Regions from separate parts of the Sus scrofa genome. Here region 1 is linked to region 2. Evidence: chromatin contacts called from public HiChIP or PLAC-seq data. All regions are on one chromosome and are shown on one strand. Each heading gives the region's core, a stretch centred on a gene start, on an enhancer-like site or on the middle of the called end of the contact. The rest is flanking DNA. Distances are from core to core; before and after follow the strand shown.

Region 1 (7,514 bases), core at 4,040-6,539, 220 kb before region 2:
AAAAAAAAAAAAATTACATATGTAGCTTGCATTAGACAGTTGATACTTGAACAACACAGGGTTTGGGGTGCTGACCCTCTGTGTATAGCTTTGCAGCCAGCCCTCCAGAGCTGCAGTTCGGCATCTGTGGATTCATCCAACCATGCATCATGTGACAAAAGTCCAGGTATAAATGGACTCTCGCACTTGAAGCCCCTGTTGTTCCAGGGTCAACTGTGTTTCTATGGAACTCTGCCAGTCTAAAACCTTGCTCTCAGGACAACAGGCAAAATCTCTCAGATTAGTACTAAGACTGTAGTTATATCCACACCCTCTCTGATCTCTTCAGCCTCACCCCCTGGACCAGCCCAGCCCCTCCTCAGCCAGCCAGCCAGCCAGCACTCATTTTCTGAGCACCTATCACAATTCAGTTACTGGGTGGATACCAGAAACAAAGTTCCCTTAGTCACGGTCAGCTCACAACTCCTTAAAAGAATTCTTTCCTACCCCTTGGCCTTTGCAAATGCTATTCCTGCTGTCTTGGATGCCCCCTCCCAACGGTGTGCCTGACAGACTCCTCACGCCTCTCTTCCTCTGCAGATTGGATTGACAGCCCTCCTTTAGGTCGGTCCCACTACCTGTCTTGCTTCCTTGGAGGTTTGCTAGTCTGCGGACTGTCCCCACCCCAGCTCACCACCAACCATGACCCCCTCGCTCACGTGGCTTCCACGACAGGGGCCTCCTCACATCCTGGAGCACTAAGCACACTCCCGCCTCAAGGCCACCAGCCCTCAGCCTGACACGCTCCCCCTCTCAAGGCTTCTTCTAGGTCTTTACGTAAATATCACCTCAGAAAAGTCTCCCCTGCCAACCTCCAGTCCTAGCACTAAAGCTGCAGTCTCTGATACTCCCTATGCCCCTGCCCTGGCTTAGGTGTTCTCTCCGGGCACAAGACATCCCATCTGTTCACTTCTCATTTAAGCACGTCCTCAACGGAGACACTGCCTCCGGGAGGAACAGACACTGTTCTGCTCACGGTCATGGCTCCTGCACCTAGAACATAGCGTGGAACATACCGGGTGCTTGGTAGTTATTAATGGAATGACTGAGGTCTAAGTGTTTACTTTCCTCTTTCCCAGCCACACCAGGAGATCCCCCAGCGCAGGGGACACAGCTGACTCATCATGTACCCCAGCACCTGGGGGAGCAGAAGACCAATGAGCTGCTGAGCAAATGGATGATCGTGACAATGGCTAACATTTCCTGTCCTCTTACTAGAAGCCAGGTATAGTTCTAAAAGGTTTCTGTTCATTTAGTCCTCTGAACAATTCAGAAAATTAGGAAACAGTCACAGGGAGGCTAACTTGCTGAGTCGTAACACAAACTAGGTGATTAGTACCAACTTACAGAAATAGTTGGGGGGGGGCCAGATTTCAAACCCGGGTAAGTTTGGCCCAGAAAACACACAGCTCCCCCACTGCCCTCTACTGCTCCCCAGCTAATACATGTTAAAATTTTAAGATATACCAAATCCTGTTCTTGGGCTTTACAAATAGTAATAGAGTGACGTTTAGACACTTTTGTTTGGAACCTACAGGAAGAAATACATTTATAAACAACCACAGCACATGTGTGTGCACATGGGTGTGTGTTAAGTTTCACAAATATGAGCTCTTATGATGTGGGGTGGACTCTGACGTTTTCTGCATTTTTTACAATGCTGGTTGCAACCCATGGGTTTGAATTCATAATTACTGGTGGGTCAGGACCCACAGTAGGAAAAAGGTGGCACCGTTTAATGAATTCACAAGCGTGCTGTGAAGGGAGGGTTCTGTCCGATGAGGACACAGAGGTACGAGAATGAAGCTGCCTCCCCAGGACAGCACCGGCAGTAAGACGCACGCTGGGGCTCTGACCCCGGCGTCCGTGCTCGTCATCACTGCTTCCTGGGGAGGAGGAGAGCGCTGAGAGCCCGGGAGGGCAGAGCTCAGGAGAGGGGCCCGGCAGCTCACCTGTCGTGTGATGAGCCACAGCCTTTGCCAACATGGTCTTCCCGCAGCCGGGCGGGCCGTACATGAGGACGCCTCGGGGAGGGTCGATGCCGATCTGAAGCACAGAGGGGCAGGAGAGGATGAGCCAGGGAGTCCATCGCCACCTCGAGACCCGTGGGGCAGCCTCTCCCTTCTCTGGCGGCTCCAGCTCCTCACCTGCTTGTAGAGCTCGAAGTGTGTAAGCGGGAGCTCCACGGCCTCCCGCACCTCCTGCTTCTGGATGTCCATGCCCCCGATGTCCGCGTACATCACGTCTGGCTTCTGGTCTGGTGGGAGAGAGAGCACAGCTGGGTCCTCAGCCTGGCCCGCAGGGTCCCTTCAGGCCTCCTCGGCCCTGGGCTCCCCCTCACCTGAGGTGAGCATCATGATGCTGCTGTCGGCCTCGGGAGGCAGCACATCCACCAGGGCATTGCTGTGCTTGTGGAGCGCCACCGAGGCATTGGGCTTGAGCAGCTCCCGATCAATGGTGCTCAGGATGCGCACATAGTAGTTGGAGCCTTTGGGAAGAAGACAGGGAGAGGGGAAAATGAGACGTGCCCGAACCTCAACACTGTCCCCTGCCCCTGGCTTCCGGTCTTGCCTCCTCCCTTCCACAGCCCACATGCACATTGACAGCTTCCCTGTCTGTCTACAGCCCTGCCTCTTTCGAGCTCCAACCCTGGGTGACCAGCAGCCTCCTACAATGTCCTCAGGGCATGTCTCACTCCCTGTGTCTCAATGTGTTCTCAGTGACACCTCCCCCCCACCCCGCATGGTGCTGCTCTTTCTAGGACTCTGTCCCTGGGAGGCCAGTGATCCCTAATCGTCACTAGCCAGAGCCCTACGGCCCATCCTGGACCTTTCTCTGCTTCTCTCCACAGCCCATCAGTCACTATGGCCTTCCACCCACCTCCAGAAATGTTTCTCCAGCCAATCCCTCTCTCCTTCCCAAGGACCCTGCCCTGATTCAGCGCCATCCTTTTCATCCAGGTCTCTGCACCAGACTCTGCTCACTGGGCCTCCGGTCCACTTTCTACATTTATGACACGCATCTCTGTCTAGCCTCAGTCTCTCTCCTGACCTTCAGACCTGGCTGTCCAGCAGCCTCCCAGACACCTCCCAGGCAGTGATGTCTCAGACTGCCCTCACCGTCTCCCCACAAACCGCTTTTCTGCCTAAGGCACCATCTCAGGGATCACCCCACTGTCCCCCTCCGTGCTATAGACCAAAGACACAAGCCTCATTTTAGACATCTCCCTCCCTTCACTACCTCACAACCAGCCCATCAGTGCAATTTCATTGCCCAGTCACACACCTTTCCCCACAAGCTTTACAAGAATACGGCTTGGTCTCGAGGAGCAGAGGCCAGAAACAGGAAGAAACAGATCAGACACAGAGACAATGACCATCATGAAGGCAGAGCCTAGATCCATGTTAGCAACAGCAGGTACTGTATACAGAGTCCTTACCAAAGCCCAGTCTCTTAACACATCACCTATGCTTTCAAACTACAGGTCCTAATCCAGTAGTAGTTTACAGAGTCATGATGAGAACAGGGTTGAAAACGAATTAGAGCCTGTCACACATAGTAAGACTAACCATTGTTTGGCCAAACTTTTACTATATGTTATATACACGCACACACACAAAAAGAAAATATGAAACACATTTCCACTCTTGTATCAGATCAAAATACTTTGAAAGACACCATTACACTGTCTTGCCTCGTTTGCCGTGCTAAGTTCCTGGCACATGGTAGGAAACAGTTAACGGCTGTTGCATGGACAGATGAGGAAACAGCCCCTGCCCCCACGCACCTGTGGTGGAGCCCACGATGGCTGTATTCTGATCCACAGCCTCCAGAAACTGCCCGATAACTAGTGGGATGCTTTGGATTCGCTTCACCTCCTCCTGGGCGTGGAGGAATTCCTTCTTCAGGTTCTTTTGCTCATCCTTGATGTACTCCTCCTGCACCTCCAGGAACTCCAGCTCTTGCTGCAGCTTCTGTGAACAGAGAGGAGAGAGGCAGGGTATGGCTCCAGGCCTTGCTGACCCAAGGAGTGGTGAAAGGTGGGGAAAGTATGGGATGCTGGGCCCAGAGCAGTGTCCGGATTGGGTCTGAATTGTACCTTGTAGCGGCTGTACAGGTCCTCCAGGTCCTCAGGCTCAGGCCCCAAGAAGGACAGGCCAGTCTGGGGCCGTGACACAGACAGAGCTGGGATCTCATCCTAGACCATGGAGGGAAACACAGTTTGGAAGAGGGTCCCCTTATGAAAAAATCTAGAGTCCCCTTCCCACTTCAGCATAAAGGCACTTGGCCACTAAATCGATTCTGGAAAGCTCTCAGCCACCTAAACAGGTTCCTGAAGTCATTCAGCTACTAACAAGCCCCTAGGTCAACCAACCTTCCAAACAGGTCTTTTGCTATCATGTCCCCAATGTCACCCAATTCCCAACGAGGGCCTAAATCAACTACTTACTAGACCCCCAATGCCCTCCAGCGCCCCCCACCCCAAAGCAGGTTCCGGCCCTCTCAGTTGACTGTTAAAGTCACCATGACTTCAAACTGTCCTGGAATTATTACTCAGTTACCCCCTAAAGATCCCTCAAGTCACAGAACTCCAACTCACATTAGGCCCCAATGTCATCCAGCTCCCCAGGTAGGCCCCAAATACCATTCGGCCAGACCACAGATACTACTCGGCCCTCAAACAACAGCTAAGCCCCGAATATCAGTCAGCTCCCAGCCCAGCCTCTGCTATCATTCGGCCCCACGGCCAAGGCTCATCACTCATCACCCGACCAATTCCGCCGGGCCACCGATGTCACAGCACTCTCTGCTAAACTTTGGAATTATTCAGTCCCAAAGAACCTCTAATGCCACTCGTTTCCCCAGCCCGCTTTCTGAGCGCTACTGCCCTCCTAACATCACTCAACCACCCGCTCCAGGCCTCGGGACGGCACGAAGCTCTCTACCGAGCCCTTCGAAATCACTCAGACCCAGGCCTGGATCCCGCAAGTCACGCAGCATCCCATGCAGGTCGGCTTCCCCCTCTCCCCGAGAGCCAGACCCCACCGGACCTGAGCTTTCTCCACCAGGATGCCTATCTCCTCCATAGTGACCAAGCCGGCCTCTGTGTGGCCCGGCCTAATCCAGTCACCGCTTCCGCTGACGCCAGCGGAAAGCCAGGACCTGGTGCCTTCTGGGAAACGTAGTTTTAAGACACCACCGAGAGAAGGCTGGAAGGGCCGGACAGGTGGAGGGAAGGGCAAACCTCGTCCTAGGCTCCGCCCCAATATGTGCGCATGCGCACTCGGTTCCTTGCGGGCTCGCGCGCGCTGGGCCCTGGAGCGGTGCGCTTGCGCAATAGCTTGCGGTAACGGGGTCTCGCGCGGGCGCTTCCCGCTTGTGTGTTCTTGCCAACCGAGGAGCGGTTCTCTTTTTTCTCTTTCACTTGAGGAATTTCTCAAGAGGTCTGTTAGAATGTCATGGCCAAGTGCTCTTCTTTCTTATTTAGTGGTCGGGCTGGAGATGCCTTGGGCTGCGGCCGAGGATTGCCTCCTGCGCGGGGGCGGGAAGACCTGGACTGCCCCTGAGAATTAGCCGCGAATCAAGTAGAACCTACGCTTTAGGGCTGGAGAAGGTGAGAGCAGCAGTGCCAGGAGTTTGGTCACGCAGGAGACCTGCAGCTCTACACCAGGCCCTGTGCTTAAGTCTTAGGTGCTTAACTTAATTGAATCTTGACAGACTTTATGTTCCCTTTACAGGGACAGAAACCAGAATGGGGCCCCCATCTGTCTGTTCCCAAAGCCTGTGCTTCAGGCCCTGGGGGTACACCGCTGCTCATCACACCAGCTACAGTTTTGTTCTGCCTTTTTTTTTTTTTTGGCTTTTTGGCTTTTTGGCTTATAGGCCGCAGTTGCGGCATATGGAGGTACCCAGGCTAGGGTCAAATCTGAGCTGTAGCTGCAGCCGGCCTACGCTATTGCCACAGCAACGCGGAATCCCAGCCGCGTCTGCGACTTTTACACCAACGCAGAATCTTTAACGCACTGATTGAGGCCAGGGATCGAACCCGTGTCTTCATGGATGCTAGTCGGGTTTGTTAACCGCTGAGCCAGGACGGGAACTCCAGCTACAGTTTTGTTAAGTAAACTTTGTTCAAGTGTAAGTTCAGAGAAATATAAAGATCATTAGCGTACAGTTCAACGAATTTACACAAAGTGAACACCCCCATATAACCAATCCTTAGACCAAGAAACCAAACATTAGCAGACCACAGAAGCCCTGCGCACTCTCTTTTCTGCCACCCTCATCCCTTCTGAAAGTTATCACTGACCTGATTTCTACCATGGATTACTTTTGTCGGTTTTCAACTCTCTGGGGACCCCATACAGTGTATGCTGTGATTTAGCTTCTTTTACTTAACATTATGTTTGTGCGATAATACTGTATGTAGGGATAGTTCTTTCGTTTTCATTTCTGTATGGTTTCCATTGTGTACCTAAAACTGGATATCTTCCAGTTTGGTTCTATACTACATATGCTTGTACATTTCTTTGGTAAACATGGGAACACATTCAGGAGCAGAATTGCTGGTCAGAGGGCAGGTATGTGTTTAGCTTTAGTAAACGCTGTCGAACTAAACTAACTTACACTCCCACCAATTGAGCATGCATTTGATATTGTCTCTATTTAAAAATTTTTTCCATTCTCCTGGGTGTGTGGTGGGTTGTCACACCAGACACCCTTTTGTATGCTTCTTTTAGCCAGGCAATTTAAACCATGATCTCTGAATCCTTACACCACCCTCAGGGGTAGGTTTGTCTTTTTGTTTTTGTTTTTCCTATTTTGGTTGCCCCATGGCACATGGAGATCCTGGGCCAGGGATGAGATCCAAGATGCAAGTTGCCTATGCAGCAGCTATGGCAATGCTGGATCCTTAACCCACTGTGCTGGGCTGGGGATGGAACCTTTGTCCTGGTGCTGCAGAGACACCGCTGATCCCATTGAGCCACAGGGGGAACTCCAACGTCCCACTGTTTTTATTTTCACAAAATAAAAGGGAAAACAATGGCAACAAATCCTTCATTTTTTTTTCTCTGCGTCGACAGCTCTCAATTCCATCTTTCAGCTTTCTGCCTGACACCCAAAAGGCATCCCAGATTTCTACTTGAGTCTTAGAGTCTGTGACTTAAAACAGAATCCATCATCGTCCTCCTTGTCTCTTGTTCCCTATTCTCCCAGTTTCCACACTTCAGATTCAAACCTATGTTATCTTTGCCATTATTCTTCTAAGCCCCATCAAATTGTCTCCAAGTTCTCTCTGCCGCCTCTGCAATGATAAATCAATGGAATCCAATCCTTTGGAATCTTCGTGGAGAATAATCATAGGTAGCCATTTCTTGAATACTGTGTACCTGGTTCTTTGCTAAGCATTTTACCTCATTATCTTATTTAATCTTCACAACAACCTTAGGAAGCAGATAGCGAAAGTAACTATA
Region 2 (6,995 bases), core at 2,446-4,945:
CTGGGGGGGAAACACAACTTTTCCCCTGGATTTCTTGCTATTTTAAGCTCAGGCTTCTGCGAGACCATCCCCATAACTGAGAGATGCTCCTAGGCACTGCTTCATATTTTTGAACTCCTAGCAAAGGGTCAAAAAGCCACACCTTTAATTTGATCTACTCTTAGGCTCTTTTTCATTTTGACAACATTTTGTGGCTGGAGGGGTGTAAGAAGAGCTTTTCTCCCCAAATCTAGCAAGTTGTAGTCCCTCTATGTTTCCTCTAAATTCTTCTGGAAGGAGTTCCCCTGTGGCTCAGTGGGCTAAGGATCCAGTGTTGTCACTGCGCAGCTCAGTGTCACTGCAGTGGCTCAGGTTGTTGCTCTGGCACAGATTCAGTCCTCAGCCTGGAAACTTCCACAAGCCACAGGTGCAGCAAAAAAACAAAACAAAAAAAAAGGCTCACGTGCACGCATGCACACACACACACACACACACACACACAAAGAGTGAATCTCATCAAAAAACTGTGTGAAATAAACTAGATACAAGAATACGTAAAATTCAGGGAGTTCCCGTTGTGGCTCAGCAGTTAACGAACCTGACTAGGATTCATGAGGATTCGGGTTTGATCCCTGGCCTCTCTCAGTGGGTTAAGATCCGGCATTGCTGTGAGTTGTGGTGTAGGTTGCAGACGCAGCTCGGATCTCGCATTGTTGTGGCTGTGGTGTAGGCCGGCAGCTGCAGCTCCGATTCATTCCCTAGCCTGGGAACTTCCATATGCCACAAGTGTGGCTTTAAAAAGCTAAAAAAAAAAAAAAAAGAGTATATAAAATTCAATAACCAAGCAAAACTAAACTCAGTATCAGGAATGCACCCCTAGATAGTAAAACTAAAAGAAAAGCAAGGAAATGATTACCATACGTATCCAGATAGTAGTCATCTCTGGGTAGAAAAGAGGACAGTGATAAGAGGGGGGAAAGGATTCTGAAATACTAGAAATATTCAGTTTCTTGACCCAAGTAATGGTTACATGGATGTTCACTTTGTGATAAATCATTCTGCCGTCTATTTATATTTCGTATATTTTTCTACACGTGATATTGTACAAAAAGATTTAGAGGAGTTCCCTTCGTGGGGCAGTGGTTAATGAATCTGACTAGGAACCATGAGGTTGAAGGTTCGGTCCCTGCCCTTGCTCAGTGGGTTAAGGATCCAGCGTTGCCGTGAGCTGTGGTGTGGGTCGCAGACGCGGCTTGGATCCCGCGTTGCTGTGGCTCTGGCGTAGGCTAGTGGCTACAGCTCCAATTCGACCCCTAGGCTGGGAACCTCCATATGCCGCGGGAGCGGCCCAAGAAATAGCAAAAAAAAAAAAGATTTAGAAAAAAAATTAATGTCCAAGGAGTTCCCTGGTGGTCCAGTGGCTGAAATTTGGGGCTTTCACTTCTGCAGCCAGGCTGCAGAAGATCCCCCATCAAGCTGCTCAATGGCTGGTGCCCCCCCCAAAAAAAGTCCAAGAATAACTAAAGCAATTTTTTAAATAACAGGGGAAATTATTAAAAGCTTAATTAGTTAAGAGGATTGCTATGGTGAAGATAGACAAATGAATAAATGGGAAAAAAAAAAGAACCCCACCCATCCCCAAAATAACTGGTGAATCTAGGCTATCTTGGTATATAATAGAGGTGGCATTATAATCACTGGAGAACAAGAAGGTTAGGGAGAGGACTCCTAGGATGTAATCTTGGGAAAGCCAACAGGAAGCAATCGTGTGAGACTTTCCTTCTGTATATTAAAAAAGTGTAAATAGGAGTTCCCGTCGTGCCGCAGTGGTTAACGAATCCGACTAGGAACCATGAGGTTGTGGGTTCGGTCCCTGCCCTTGCTCAGTGGGTTAAGGATCCAGCGTTGCCGTGAGCTGTGGTGTAGGTTGCAGACGCGGCTCGGATCCCCGTTGCTGTGGCTCTGGCGTAGGCCGGTGGCTACAGCTCCGATTCAACTCCTAGCCTGGGAACCTCCATATGCCGCGGGAGCGGCCCAAGAAATAGCAACAACAACAACAAAGGACAAAAAGACAAAAAATAAATAAATAAATAAATAAAAATAAAAAAATAAAAAAGTGTAAATAGTAAAACTGGACAGCTGCATGTAAATCAATGAAACTGGAACACACCCTCACACCATACACAAAAATAAGCTCAAAATGGCTTAAAAACTTAAATGTAGGACAAGACACCATTAAACTCCTAGAAGAGAACACAGGCAAAACATTCTCTCATATCAACCTTACAAATGTTTTTCTCAGGTCAGTCTCCCAAGAAGCAGAAATAAAAGCAAAAATAAACCAATGGGACCTAATCAAACCGACAAGGTTTTGCACAGCCAAGGAAACCATTAAAAAAAAGACAACTTACAGAATGGGAGAAAATAGTTTCAAACAATGCAACAGACAAAGGGCTTAATCTCTAAAATATGCAAACAACTTATACAACTCAACAGCAAAAAAGCCAACAACCCAACTGAAAAATGGGCAAAAGACTTGGATAGACATTTCTCCAAAGAAGATATACAGATGGCCAATAAGCACATGAAAAAATGCTCAACACCACTGATTATTAGAGAAATGCAAATCAAAACTACCATGAGGTACCACCTCTCACCAGTCAGAATGGCCATCATTAATAAGTCCACAAATAACAAATGCTGGAGAGGGTGTAGAAAAAGGGAACCCTCCTGCACTGTTGGTGGGAATGTAAATTTGTACAACCACAATGGAAAACTGTATAGAGGTACCTTAGAAAACTATACATAGAACTACCATATGACCCAGCAATCCCATTCTTGGGCATATATCCGGACTAAACTTCCCTTGAAAAGGATACATGTGCCCGCATGTTCATGGCAGCACTATTCGCAATAGCCAAGACATGGAAACATCCTAAATGTCATTGACAGATGATTGGATTAAGAAGATGTGATTCGTCGCAGTTACGATACTAAAATGATTTTTTTTTATTTAACATATTTATTTTAGTTCGACCTCATGGTTGTGTCTTGCGTACTCACACTTATCATAGCTAATATATAAAAAATACAACAACAACAACAATGGAATGCTACTCAGCCATTAAAAAGAACAAAATAATGCCATTTGCAGCAACACGGATGGATCTAGAGAGTCATACTAAGTGAAATAAGTCAGAAAGAGAAAGACAAATACCATATGATATCACTTATATCTGGAATCTAATATACGACACAAATGAACCTTTCCACAGAAAAGAAATGCATGGACTTGGAGAACAGATTTGTAGTTGCCGTGGGGGAGGGGGATTGACTGGGTGTCTGGGGTTAATAGATACAAACTATTGCCTTTGGAATGGATAAGCAATGAGATCCTGCCCTATAGCACTGGGAACTATGTCTAGTCACTTATGATGGAGCATGATAATGTAAGAAGAAAGAATGTACACATGTATGTGTGACTGGGTCACCTTGCTGTATAGTAGAAAATTGACAGAACACTGTAAACCAGCTATAATGGACAAAATAAAAAACATTATAAATGAAAAAAAAAAGGTCTAAATATAAAACAAGGCTCAACTTAGCCCTTCCAGGGTGAAGGGGACAGTTTCAGACGTGTTGGCACTTCTGGCCGCTAGGTGGCACCTGGAGGCTCGCGGGCGCGCGGGGAGGACGCATGCGCAGTGCTCTCGGGTTCAGCCGCAGACTACGCGTTCACCGGTTTTGCGCGCACACCGCGTTTACCTGTGTGCCCAGCGCTCCCGCACGCGCACGTCCCTGATAGCGCAGCGCGATTAATCCAGTTTGAGAGCTGCCGAGCTGAGAGCGCGGTTGGAGATGTCCGAGCTGCCCGAGCCGCCCGCAGACAGCAGTATCACGCTGACAGGCGCGACGAATGACTACGGCGACGTCCCGCAATCAGAGGTAGGCGGCGGGAGACGGGAGCCGGCCCTGGCTCAGCCGGAGGCGGCCAGCGAAGGTCGATGGCGGCCGCCAGGCAAGGCCTGATGGAGCAGGCCCGGGAGAGTCCGGGGGCGGCGCCCAGGGGAGCCCGAATGGCAGAGGTCGCTCGATTGTTGGCGGAGCCTGCGGAGGAAGAGGGTCCTGAGGGCAGACCCCGGTCTAGGCCCGGGAACGGGCCAGGCTTGAATGCGTTGCCCTATCTCCGCCTCCGTCACCCACTTGGCATTCTAGGAATTAATTACCAGCAGTTCCTCCGCCACTATCTGGAACACTACCCCATAGCTCCGGGCAGAATACAGGAGCTGGAAGGACGCCGCAGGAGGTTTGTGGAAGCCTGCAGAGCAAGGGAAGCGGCGTTTGATGCCGAATATCAGCGGAATCCTCAGAGGATGGATTTTGATGTTTTAACGTTTACTGTAGGTCTGACTGCATCTGAAATTATCAATCCACTCATAGAAGAACTTGGTTGTGATAAGTATATCAGTAGAGAATAGCTGAAACTGCTTCAAGAAGAACCAGTGCATTCAAAATGTGTTAGACCAATCCTGTAACTTGATTTTTAAAAAGTCAGAGTATGGGAGAATAAGGCATGGCACCGCTTAAAAGGAAACTTCTCATGAAAAGCATCAGACAAGAAAACATTTCCTTGAAAATGTCCTTTGGATTTGTGATTGTTCCAGATTCTTTTCCCTGCATCGTGGAAAATGCCTTTCAAAACTGCTTCATAAAACTGAGACTTGATGAGGAAGAGCTGCCACGAATAGAGCCCATGATGGTGAAAGAAGTTATCAAATAGCCATGGTAGGAATATGAGTTCCGGCTGAGTCATTAGGACAGGAAGGTCACGAGGGAACTTGAAATGGTCAGAATATGTGCTTCCTTCATATCAGATTCAATAGCTGTGAGTGTAAGATTGATGGTGTTTTCTGAGGCATTTCAAATGGCAAGCAAAGTCAATACTGTATATATTACATGATAAATTATATTCAGGAATATCTGAAATTTCTGGATTTCTCTTCTCATTCAGTTTGGTACATACTCTGTATGCCCCCAGAATATAAAATGTACAGTGAAAAGTCTTCCATCCCTCTCCCCCTCCACCAGGGTACCAGCACAATCCCCAGCTGTAACCACAGTACCTTTTCTTTCTTTTTTTGGTTTTTTTTTTTGTTTTTTTTAGGGCTACACCTGCAGCATATGAAGGTTCCCAGGCTAGGGGTCTAATCGGAGCTGTAGCCTCGGACCTACGCCACAGCTACAGCAATTCCAAATCCAGCTGGGTCTATGACCTACACCACAGCTCACGGCAACACTGGATCCTTAACCCACTGAGCGAAGCCAGGGCTCGAACCCGCAACCCCATGGTTACTGGTCAGTTTCATTAACCTCTGAGCCACGAAGGGAACTCCCACAGTACCTTTCCTGTGTTTACAGTCTCCCTGTATGTCTACACAAGCAAATACAAATCTGGGGGTTTTTTTCATTTCTTCACAAAAGTTAGCAAATTATGTTTATTGTTTTATGCATTGCATTTTCAGTAAGAGCTTACAATCCACTACATTTCCTCATTCTTTTTTTCTTTTTTCTTTTTTTTTGGCTGCTCCTACAGCATATGGAAATTCCCAGGCTAGGGATCAAATCCAAGCCAGAGCTGCAACCTATGCCACAGTTGTGGCACTGCCAGATCCTTAACCCACAGCACCCAGCCAGGGATCGAAACCCAAGCTGCTGCAGTTGGATTCTTAACCCACTGCACTGCAGCAGGAACTCCCTCCTCATTCTTTTTTAGAGCTGTATTTTATTCAGTCTATGGTTGTGTTGTAAGTTACTTAACTGGGAACATATTGATGGACATTTATGTTTTTTCTCAATATTTTCTATTGGCAAAAAAAAATTCTGAAATTAATCTTTTATGTATATTGCATGGCATGTGCACAAAGAGAGTATTGCTCTGATTTTCAATTCACTTTTCATATCCTGACATCTCTGAATTTGCATTCTATCTTACCTTGGGTGGTGTAATATAGGTATTTTCATAAAAATAACAGTGCATCAGCAGCTTCTTAGATTCTTTATCGTATCTGCAGTATGAATTTCCAGAAGTGAGAATTCCTTGCCAAATGCACCTATTTGAAAGTTTATAGTTATTGCTAAGTTGCCTTCCGTACATACATATTATACCACTTTCACTCCCACCAGCCGCTGGTGAACGCGGACACGCACTCGTGGCCTCACCAACACAGTAAGTCATCAGGCGTCTGGATCTTGCCAATCTCTATCATTGAAAAATGGTATATATCAGTTTTCATTTGCTTTTCTCTCATTATGAGTAGTTAAACATCTTTGTTGGAGTCGTATACATTCCCTTTTCCATAAACTATCTGTTCATGTCTTTTCTCCATCTCTCCTGAATAATTTTGTCCCTTCCTGTTGACTCTAGCAACTATAAATAAAATGAAATGAGATATGGTAATAGCTTATAATGTGAGTTATGGATATTTTTTTCCTAGTTGTCACTTGTCTTTGGTTTTCTTGAAAGCCTTTTAGCATGAAAGTTTTTGCTTTTGTTTCCTTCTTTCTTTCTTTTTATTTTTAGAGCCTCACCCATGGCATATGGAAGTTCCCAGGCTAGAGGTTGAATCGGACCTACACCACAAGGCAGGATCCAAGCCACATCTGTGACCTACACCACAGCTCATGGCAACTTTGGATCCTTAACCCACTGATCGAGGCCAAGAATCAAACCCACATCCTCATGGATACTAGTCAGGTTCATTTCCACTGGGCCATGACAGGAACTCCTTTTTTACGCCTGCACGATTTTGAATCTCAAAAGTTTTCTTGGTATCTGTATGTGCGCATGTGTGTCTGTGTCTGTATGTGGTTTCATTGTCCATGTTTGAATCTCTGAACCATTTGGAATTTATCCTGACATACAGTATGAAAATGAGGGTCCAAATTTTATTTTTTATTCTATTTTTCTTTTTATGGCCACACCTGCAGCGTATGGAGGTTTGCATGTTGTGGTTGGA

The links. HiChIP or PLAC-seq counts read pairs in DNA pulled down with a chosen protein or histone mark.
Region 1: an H3K27ac HiChIP or PLAC-seq map of alveolar macrophages shows a contact between it and region 2. The contact joins the promoter of PSMC4 here to the promoter of LOC100520248 in region 2. A contact is called at or near these places in 4 of 47 Hi-C or Micro-C datasets (embryonic fibroblasts, heart right ventricle, retroperitoneal adipose tissue and 1 more) and 1 of 2 datasets of contacts at active chromatin or transcription factors (alveolar macrophages).

The regions. Positions count from the first base shown.
Region 1 is chr6:48,404,012-48,411,525 of Sscrofa11.1, reverse strand. It overlaps PSMC4 (26S protease regulatory subunit 6B), which reads right to left and starts at 5,289. Exons shown (of 11, transcript XM_021094383.1): 1 at 5,091-5,289; 2 at 4,139-4,237; 3 at 3,827-4,013; 4 at 2,381-2,527; 5 at 2,187-2,296; 6 at 1,992-2,085. The coding sequence starts at 5,126.
Region 2 is chr6:48,182,028-48,189,022 of Sscrofa11.1, reverse strand. It overlaps LOC100520248 (EP300-interacting inhibitor of differentiation 2), which reads left to right and starts at 3,695. Exons shown (of 2, transcript XM_003127131.4): 1 at 3,695-3,979; 2 at 3,982-6,443. The coding sequence starts at 3,838. The coding sequence ends at 4,457.